3 separate regions of the Mus musculus genome follow, and regions 1 and 2 are each linked to region 3. The links are chromatin contacts, called in public ChIA-PET and HiChIP or PLAC-seq maps. All regions are on one chromosome and are shown on one strand. The core of a region is the stretch at or near the end of the contact, and the rest is flanking DNA. Distances in the headings are between cores, read along the strand shown. Region 1 overlaps Rsu1 (Ras suppressor protein 1). Region 2 overlaps Rsu1 (Ras suppressor protein 1). Region 3 has its middle 20 kb from the start of Mindy3.

What was found. ChIA-PET counts read pairs in DNA pulled down with a chosen protein or histone mark. HiChIP or PLAC-seq counts read pairs in DNA pulled down with a chosen protein or histone mark.
Region 1: an RNA polymerase II ChIA-PET map of memory CD8 T cells shows a contact between it and region 3, with 17 read pairs. The contact joins two enhancer-like sites. A contact is called at or near these places in 8 of 39 promoter capture datasets (the 3T3-L1 cell line, 3T3-L1-derived adipocytes, HPC-7-derived erythroid cells and 4 more), 2 of 15 datasets of contacts at CTCF or cohesin (the NIH/3T3 cell line and pro-B cells), 29 of 484 Hi-C or Micro-C datasets (the C2C12 cell line, CD4 T cells, CD8 T cells and 20 more), 10 of 115 datasets of contacts at active chromatin or transcription factors (CD8 T cells, T-cell acute lymphoblastic leukemia, acute myeloid leukemia and 5 more) and 1 of 9 other capture datasets (liver).
Region 2: a contact with region 3 is called in an H3K27ac HiChIP or PLAC-seq map of thymic regulatory T cells, with 6 times the contacts expected there. The contact joins two enhancer-like sites.

The regions. Positions count from the first base shown.
Region 1 is chr2:13,232,010-13,234,709 of GRCm38.p6, reverse strand. The region is part of intron 3 of Rsu1 (Ras suppressor protein 1); the gene reads left to right. Among named protein-coding and RNA genes, the nearest start is that of Rsu1, 38 kb to the left of the region's middle. Within about 2 kb of position 1,264, at least 31 of the 459 cell types and tissues checked have an H3K27ac peak or open chromatin away from gene starts, as enhancers often do. A contact at or near this core is called in CD8 T cells and memory CD8 T cells, where this site is marked.
Region 2 is chr2:13,128,157-13,130,856 of GRCm38.p6, reverse strand. All of the region lies in intron 8 of Rsu1 (Ras suppressor protein 1), which reads left to right. Among named protein-coding and RNA genes, the nearest start is that of C1ql3, 120 kb to the right of the region's middle. Within about 2 kb of position 1,361, at least 31 of the 459 cell types and tissues checked have an H3K27ac peak or open chromatin away from gene starts, as enhancers often do. A contact at or near this core is called in thymic regulatory T cells, where this site is marked.
Region 3 is chr2:12,438,308-12,441,007 of GRCm38.p6, reverse strand. No RefSeq gene overlaps it. Among named protein-coding and RNA genes, the nearest start is that of Mindy3, 20 kb to the right of the region's middle. Within about 2 kb of position 1,262, at least 55 of the 459 cell types and tissues checked have an H3K27ac peak or open chromatin away from gene starts, as enhancers often do. A contact at or near this core is called in CD8 T cells, memory CD8 T cells and thymic regulatory T cells, where this site is marked.

The DNA.
Region 1 (2,700 bases), core at 15-2,514, 790 kb before region 3:
TTGTGACCACTTTCGCTTTCTCTGTTACTCAGTCCAGTAGGACAGACTTGTCCTGGTGTGATTAATTAACTGTTGACAGAATTTTGATTTTCTATTCAGTCTGAACTGTCTTTTGTTTGATTTTTTTTCATAATTTTTATTTTCAGTATCCTTTCTCCTCACCTCTATGTTCCTTCTTCTCTTTATGTTACCACTTTCATCTCTGAAGTCATAGCTCCTATGCCGTCCGTCAGAAAGCTTAGATGAACTCCCCTTGTTTCTGTGAGGCCCTCTTCCCCTTCAAAATAAACCACGACCATGTGGTGTGTAAAACAGAAGGCTCCCCACAGCTCATCAGGCTGTGGGGGACAGCACCCCACATGTGGAGTTAACTGAGAATTAAGCAAGGCGAGAGATAGCATTCATCAAACTGTACCCTCTGTTAAGTGGAGGAATTACACTTAACGTGGTTAAATAATCAGAGTCAGAGGTTCTGATCTTCTGCACCCTGAGCCTCTGCACTGCCATCTCCCCTGGCTACTTCTTTAAGTGATTTATGTGTGCACTTTAACTGTTCCAGGCAAGGGAAACCCAGTGCTTAATGGACCGAACACTTCTGTGGCTCTGATCTTTGTTTCCGTTAGACCAGGCAGACTTGCCAAGGTTGGAGGGTGGTTTGTGTGTCTTGTTCTGTCTCTGGCCATCTTCGTCACCTCCCCTCTCTTCCCTGTTCACGGAATGACCCCTTTCCTCAGCCTCTAAGCACATGGTCTGATAGGCAGAGCACCCCATGCGGCCTCTCCGTGGTCATTCTCAGTTGTAAAGAAAGGCAGAAATGTGGGCAAACGGTGCTCTGAGCAAGTGCTGACGGTTGGACTTAATTAAGTGTTATCTGCCGCTTATTGTTCATAATCACACCTGAACATACATGTGTTCATATACTACATTATATTAACTATACTATTATAGTGTATTACATATAATAAAGCATACACATCAAAGAGGCTGAGCAGGTTGTTTACGCCCCAAGCTTGCTTCCTCTGTTGATGGAGGATGTGTGTCTTTTTAATTTTTGTCTCTTGTTTCTCTTCGTCTTTCTAAACTTTCGAGGTATTTTTTGAAGCAGGATGTCTGTCCTGATCTTCCGTTTCACTGGACGTCACTTCCTCTCCCCGGCTTCCAGAGCCGTTTCTCCTCCTTTGGATGTGATGGTCCCAACCAGCTCCCCAGGCAAAGCTAGCTGCTGATGTGTGACTGAGTTAGTGGGGAACCAAAACCACACCACGTGTGATTAGGAACATATTTCTTTTCTGCTAAGCTAATGCAGACTCTAGGTGCCAGTCAAATTGTGTCTGCTCAGAAGGGAGGCAGTTCACACCCGTCATATCTTTAGGAGTTGCGTGTGGTTGTGCATGCCCTTTTTGTAGCTCAGGGACGTACATTTTTGCCTGTTTGGCTTCATATTACAAACCCACTTTATTGCTTGTTTGTTACAATTTCCTTCTAATTTTTATATAACTGATTGTTCGCTTTGTAGTTGGTAAGAGGGTGACACCACAGTTGTGTGTCTGTGCAGTGGTTAACTCAGGATTTTTTTTTTTTTGTTTTGTTTTGTTTTTGTGGTTTTGTGGTTCATAAAACTATTTAAGCTGCAGAATCCTAAGGAGGCCCATGAAACATGTGTGCCCTTGGGCACTCATGCTCAGCAAATACTTGTTGATTAGCCACAGGTAGAATTACTTTAGTTACCTGTATGTCTAATAATATTTGGGGAGATGGTGGCCTTTATTAAGGTAGGGGCTTAGATAATTGGCGAATTTTTACTTTTACCTTGAGGGCCATCTAAAACCTGTTAAAAGAAAACTTGCTTCAGTGTTTCATAAACTTTATGTTTTTAAATAACCTATAACTACCGTAATTCACTGCTTTAATAGCTGCTTTGGAGAAAATCCCATAAAATCTGTGAAGCACAACATGATTAGTTCAAACTTCAAACTCGAACAGTAATATATAATCACTTCATTATTCACCGTGTGTTTTTGGCCAGAAAGCAAAGGTAATTAATCACCCTAAGTACAAATGACCTTTTTTATTTGCATATAAAATTTCCAGAATCATGTGAGAGTTAAGATCTCTTTTTTACATGGAGTCATTGAAATGGCACCTAAGGCTAGGTAGGATTCCTGGTTTGCTGTAGGAACAGCACATATGTAAGGAGTCTGGACACTGCATCTGGTCGGAATATGGGGCTGGTCTCTAGTTGTGTTGGGTAAGGATTGACGGCTGGCTCTGTGACTTGACTTTCACCAGCAATTCCACACAGACTCTGTAGTGTTGGCGTCATTCAGGCTGCAGAAAATGCTACCTGTCCGTCTTTTCTAGAATGGTTAGATCGCTCCTGTTATATATCCTGAGAAGCCTTGCTTATTTTCACGTATTATCCTGTTGTTGGTAGCATTTCTTTATCTTCCTTGTAGGAACGAGCTAACTTAGTACTCTTCACTACTCTTTACTCTTTCAAAGAAAGGCTGTAAAAGCCTAGAGTGTAACGAAATAACACCACATTTACATTCTTTATTGCAGCATCCAGAATACTTACGTTTACATTTTTATTGGTTATTGTGTGTTCATGGTATGTGTCTGTGTGTGTCTCTCTGCATGTGTATGTGTGTGTCTGTGTGTCTCTGTGTGCATGTCTGTGTGTGTCTCTGAGTATATCTG
Region 2 (2,700 bases), core at 112-2,611, 690 kb before region 3:
ATAGTCCACAGACTGCAACAAAACACTAGCTTAATCACAAGAAGCAACCACTGAACTACATGTGGTGTTGTTTAAGGAGCTAAGATGTGGCAGGTAGTGTTGGCTAATATAAAATACTTCCATACTCCTTTGGCTTGGTCTTCTAGTCACTATTGATTGATCTTCCACCTCTGGCTCTCTGCATAATCAAGAATCTGCACTTTGCTCCGCCCTCAGGGCAGAAAAACATCTCTGTATGAGTGGTATACCAGTAGTTGTACCAGCAGGAAGGAGGACACAGGAGGAATATATGCCTTGGAGTCTCTAGAATTTCCCTGGGGACCTCGTAAATGTCTAAGATTAAAATGAAGCCTTTCTTCCTTATAAAACAGTCATGTCTTAAAGGAGCTGCATTTGATGCTTCTGAGCTGTATATTTTAGTGGATTCTATAAAATTCCCAATAAAGGGAAGGTCACTGTTGAGACCATAAACAGTGTTCGTGGAGGTAAATTTAACCCTGGTGCCTGGGGCATATAAGAGTTGAACGAACTACTTTTCTTTGAATGCACCCCTTTTGCCTGTCACCCCTGGTAAAGGTCCCACTGCTACCCGATCGGTCTCTTGGAGGCAGTAACTAGGCTGTGCCTGGCTCTGGGGCTCACTTGTCCCTGAGTGGGAATCAGAAGAGCTGTGGGGTTCATCTGTTAAACAGCATGCGATTAGCAGCGTCCCTCTTGGCCACTGCCGCTTTGTATTCAAGGTTAAAGTGAAAAGATTGTCGTCACACCCATTTATCGGGTGTATACAGTGGATTCCTGTGTCTTCTGTATTTTGCTAGGCGACCATGTGGGCACCTAAGAAAGACCAGTGGTGACCTTTGCTTGCTGACGACACAGGTTGTTGTTCTGCACAGTGAATAGCTCTCCCCGTGACCTTTCTGGCTGTCGGTACATCCTCCCAGCCTACAGAGAGAGTCTCCTGTACCACACAATGGGGAGATAATAGTCCCGGGCTTGTTCCACAGAGTGGTTTTGAGGCTTAATTGAAGAATATTTTTGACCCATTATCAAGAGCATTAGGAGAAAATGTTCAAAGAGATTTGATGCAGCTCCTTCAATTGAAGAAAGTAGATACTCAAATAAGCAAATTATAACCTTAAGTAGTCATCCATCTTTATGTTCAGTCCCTTCATCTTTTCAGAATAAAGACTTCTCTCTTCACTCTGAGGGCAGGAGACGAGGGAGGTGGGCAGAACAATCCTCAGCACGACGAATGACCCCTCCCCCCTGGCGTGCGCAAACGTGCAGCACCCTTGTTTAGAAACGGAAGGCTTTGAATGGACTGTCCTGAATAAATTTATCACTGCACAGCTAACTCTGTCTGCCAGGCTGCCATGGCACATACAGATCTGGTTGGAAGCTATTTCCGGGAGTTAGGCACCGTGAAGCAGAGCAACGGTCTGAGGCATGAATGGGCTTCTCTAAACATTATTTCTGTCTCCTTTCTGTTTTTATACCAAGAAAACATGCTCCCATCCTTTCAGACGTCGAGAAGTTATTTCTTACTGAAGGATTGTGGAGGGTTGCCCCCCTCCAAGTATTATTACTACTGACTAATTCTCGCTCCGTCAGTTGTGGATTTGAGTCAAATTTAATCTCATCCTCAACTTCACAGAGTATTTAATGTCATCTTGAGCTTGATTCTTTGATGATGTTATCTTTTAATTTTTAAGATGGCAGGACAAAAATGAAGCCCAATTTTCTCTTTAATTAAAAACAAGTCTGTATGAATCAGCATATGAACGATCAGAGAGAATCTAACTGATTGAAGTCTGAAAGCTTCTTTGCTTTAAGCAGAAATGGAGCTTCGGCCATGTTCTCTTTTAAGGCTTCTTCGCCCTCCCTACATCCCAACGTGTCTACAAATGGGTTGCAAGCCACCAAAAATGCACTTATAAATCTAGGATTAAATTTTACCATGATTACGATATTTACAGGTTGCTTGAGCCCATCAGAAATTCACTTGGAAATTCACCAGTTTTCTCAGGGAGGCATGGTAGCCATAGATACTGTGAGCCCAGGGGTAAAGTGATGTCTGAGCTTCCATATCTGATCAGTATCTGAGGCAAAACAGAATGAATTTTGGCATAAACTATATGATTTCCAGAAAAGTTACATTGATTTCCAGAAAAGTTACATTGTATAAAGTCTTCCCTGGACAGATACTTTTAGCCACCTGGAAGAGGCTCCTACTGAAAAGGAAAGACACCATTTTGTGGGTGTCTGAAAGAAAAAGCAATCATAGAAATGGTAATTTATGGGACTCTGAGTCTCTAAAAGCCTATTTACTACTTGGATAGCTAGCTACAAGTCAGAGAATAGGATTTTATAAATATGGCACTGAACTCACAAGAGAGCAAAGGAGCTCCTCAAGGAGCCCTAAGACTTTGTAGGGCATGGAAAACCAGAGGTTGGGGCAATCTCAGGCCTGCTCCAGAAACAACTCAGCTGAGAAGCCTGGCACTGGAGGGTTAGTTGTGTAGGGAGCAGAGGGCAAGGCCCAGGGTCCAGCTGAAGGGCCAGTCTTGCAACAAATCACAGATCAAGGCATGCAAAGTGGACGTGTTCTTAATGTAGGACCTGTGAGAGCCAGTGAGCATATGACCAAAATAGTGGACACATGACCAAATGAGTGTTTTGTGGTTGTATTAGAAAAAAAAC
Region 3 (2,700 bases), core at 13-2,512:
TCTCAATTGATTTGTGTAAAAAATAAAAACAAGCAAACAAACAAACAAACAACAACAAAAGACCACACTTGCTGAAGCACAGCTTTCCTGTTTCACATAGGATGGCTAGCCATGAAGCTTTCAGGATCAGCCTGCCTCAGGTGCTCACTGCAGGGGTTACAGGCTCGTGCAGCCATGTCTGTCATTCTATATAGGTCCTGGGGTTTCTAACTCAGATCCCCATGCATTCAGATTGAGTAGCCTTACTCAGTGAGCCATCTCTCCAGCCCTGGATGGATGAGTGGATGAGAATACAGTCTATCACCCCAAACAAGTTGGATTAGAACCTGATATTCAGAGTACAGTGGCACATAAGAATGTTAACAAAAGACATCTGGAATTTTCTTTCACTCTCTTTATGTCCAGCAAAAGCGTATTTCTCATTCCTGATATGTCAATTCAATTAGAAAAAAAAATTCCAGATATGAAAGTCAAAGATATTCTGCTCCTGTATGTCACTGCAATGAAGACAGAGAAGTATTGTGGTACAGTTCATAGAGAGCAATACACAATCTTCAATGTCTCTGCCATAATAAAAATGACATTTGAACTATTCCTTCTATTGCTTCTTTCTCTAAATTCCTTCCCCCACTCTGCCAGGAAGTAAGCATGGCTAGTGGCAGTTGAAGTTCAATCTGCCCATACACATTGTGTAACAAGAGAGCACATGACTTGCAGAGACTTCTTAGTGGGTGTTCTAATGTTTCCTTTGAGTGTAACTTCTGAAAACTCAATTGTGAAACAAGAACTTTCAAAGAGCTCAGTAGCAAGAAAATTTGAAAATAAATCCTAACTTAGTAAAGTTAAAGAGAGTGACTTTAAGATTATCACACACTTTATTAGTAAAATGTGTCCAATGTGTTGATTACATTATGTAATTTATACCCCATAGCTCAGGTTTCTGATTCTCGATATATCTTATTCATCTGTTTTGTGACTGAATTTTCTATATGCTTACCTGTTCATCTAATGGATCCAAACTGCTTCTAAAATTAGTTTGGACCCTGTCTTGGTATTGCGACTGTTGACATTTCTGGGCTTGCTAAAGAAATACATTGTTTTCCATTGCTGTTTTTCAGATCACCCAAATCAACAACACAGGACTAATTAGTTTAGAAGATCTAATGGTTTCTGAAATCCCCAAGAATCATTACACGATACCTCAAGCAGTCTCTCTATGACTTGTGCCAGCTGCTTCTTAGTCTTCTGTGCTCACACTGTGGCTTTGAAAACCCTCCTTAAACAAACCTCGTTTCCTGTTTCTGTAGGGAGGGAGGATAGAGGTCTGAGCAGGATAGGGCTTCTGCACTTTTCTCTGTGCTCTCTTTATGGCCAGGAAGATGGGGTAAACAACCCCAAGCATGTATCTTGCAGCAACATGAAAGCCATCTCCACTGTGTTGTTCCTGGGAGCACTTGACTACAAAGAATTATCTGGCACAGCTAAGATCAATGTTACATTTTAAAAAAAATTTTATTAGGTATTTTCTTCATTTACATTTCCAATGCTATCCCAAAGGTCCCCCATACCCTCCCCCCCCACTCCCCTACCCACCCACTCCCACTTCTTGGCCCTGGTGTTCCCAGGCATATAAAGTTTGCAAGACCAATGGGCCTCTCTTTCCACTGATGGCCGACTAGGCCATCTTCTGATATATATGCAGCTAGAGACACAAGCTCCGGAGGGTACTGGTTAGCTCATAATGTTGTTCCACCTATAGGGTTGCAGATCCCCTTAGCTCCTTGGGTACTTTCTCTAGCTCCTCCATTGGGGCCCTGTGATCCATCCAATAGCTGACTGTGAACATCCACTTCTGTGTTTGCTAGGCCCCAGCATAGTCTCACAAGAGACAGCTATATCAGGGTCCTTTCAGCAAAATCTTGCTTGTGTATGCAATGGTGTCAGCGTTTGGGGACTGATTATGGGATGGATCCCTGGATGGCAGTTTCTAGATGGTCCATCCTTCTGTCTCAGCTCCAAACTTTGTCTCTGTAACTCCTTCCATGGGTGATTGTTTCCAATTCTAAGAAGGGGCAAGGTGTCCATACTTCGGTCTTCGTTCTTCTTGAGTTTCATGTGGCATTTGAATAAGAAGAAATGTAAGTATGAACTGGATAGATCTTTGTTTTCTCAGGATGGAAAAAAAAACCTAGAGGTCTTTTTATTTCTAGCACACAGCAATATTTTAAAAATCACAAGAGGAAAAAAATAAGATTTACTATAACCTAAAAATATTAAAGCAAATATCAGAATATTTAGCAGCCTACTAAAATCTTATTTTTGTTTGTTTTATTTGGAGGCTATTAATTTCTCTTTAGACAAAAGAACATTCACATGTCCTACAGTTTCTACAATTTTGTACTGGAAGGATACAATTATTTTATAATGTAATTTGAGCACATACATTTTCAAACTCCTAAATCAAATCTTGTTACAAAGCAAAGGCAGTAACCAGATACTCTTTAAGGATGAGGTGCTTACAGAGCCAACTGATGCTTTTATTCATTTTTCACTAAATTCAAATTATAATCCAATGGCACCACCTGTTGTTGAGATGGCAGAATTGACCTAAGTGACAAGATTACATACTGAAAATCAAATCCAGAAGGCAAGCATAGGCCTTTGCTTGCTGGGACATGACGTAATGAGACAGTTACATAG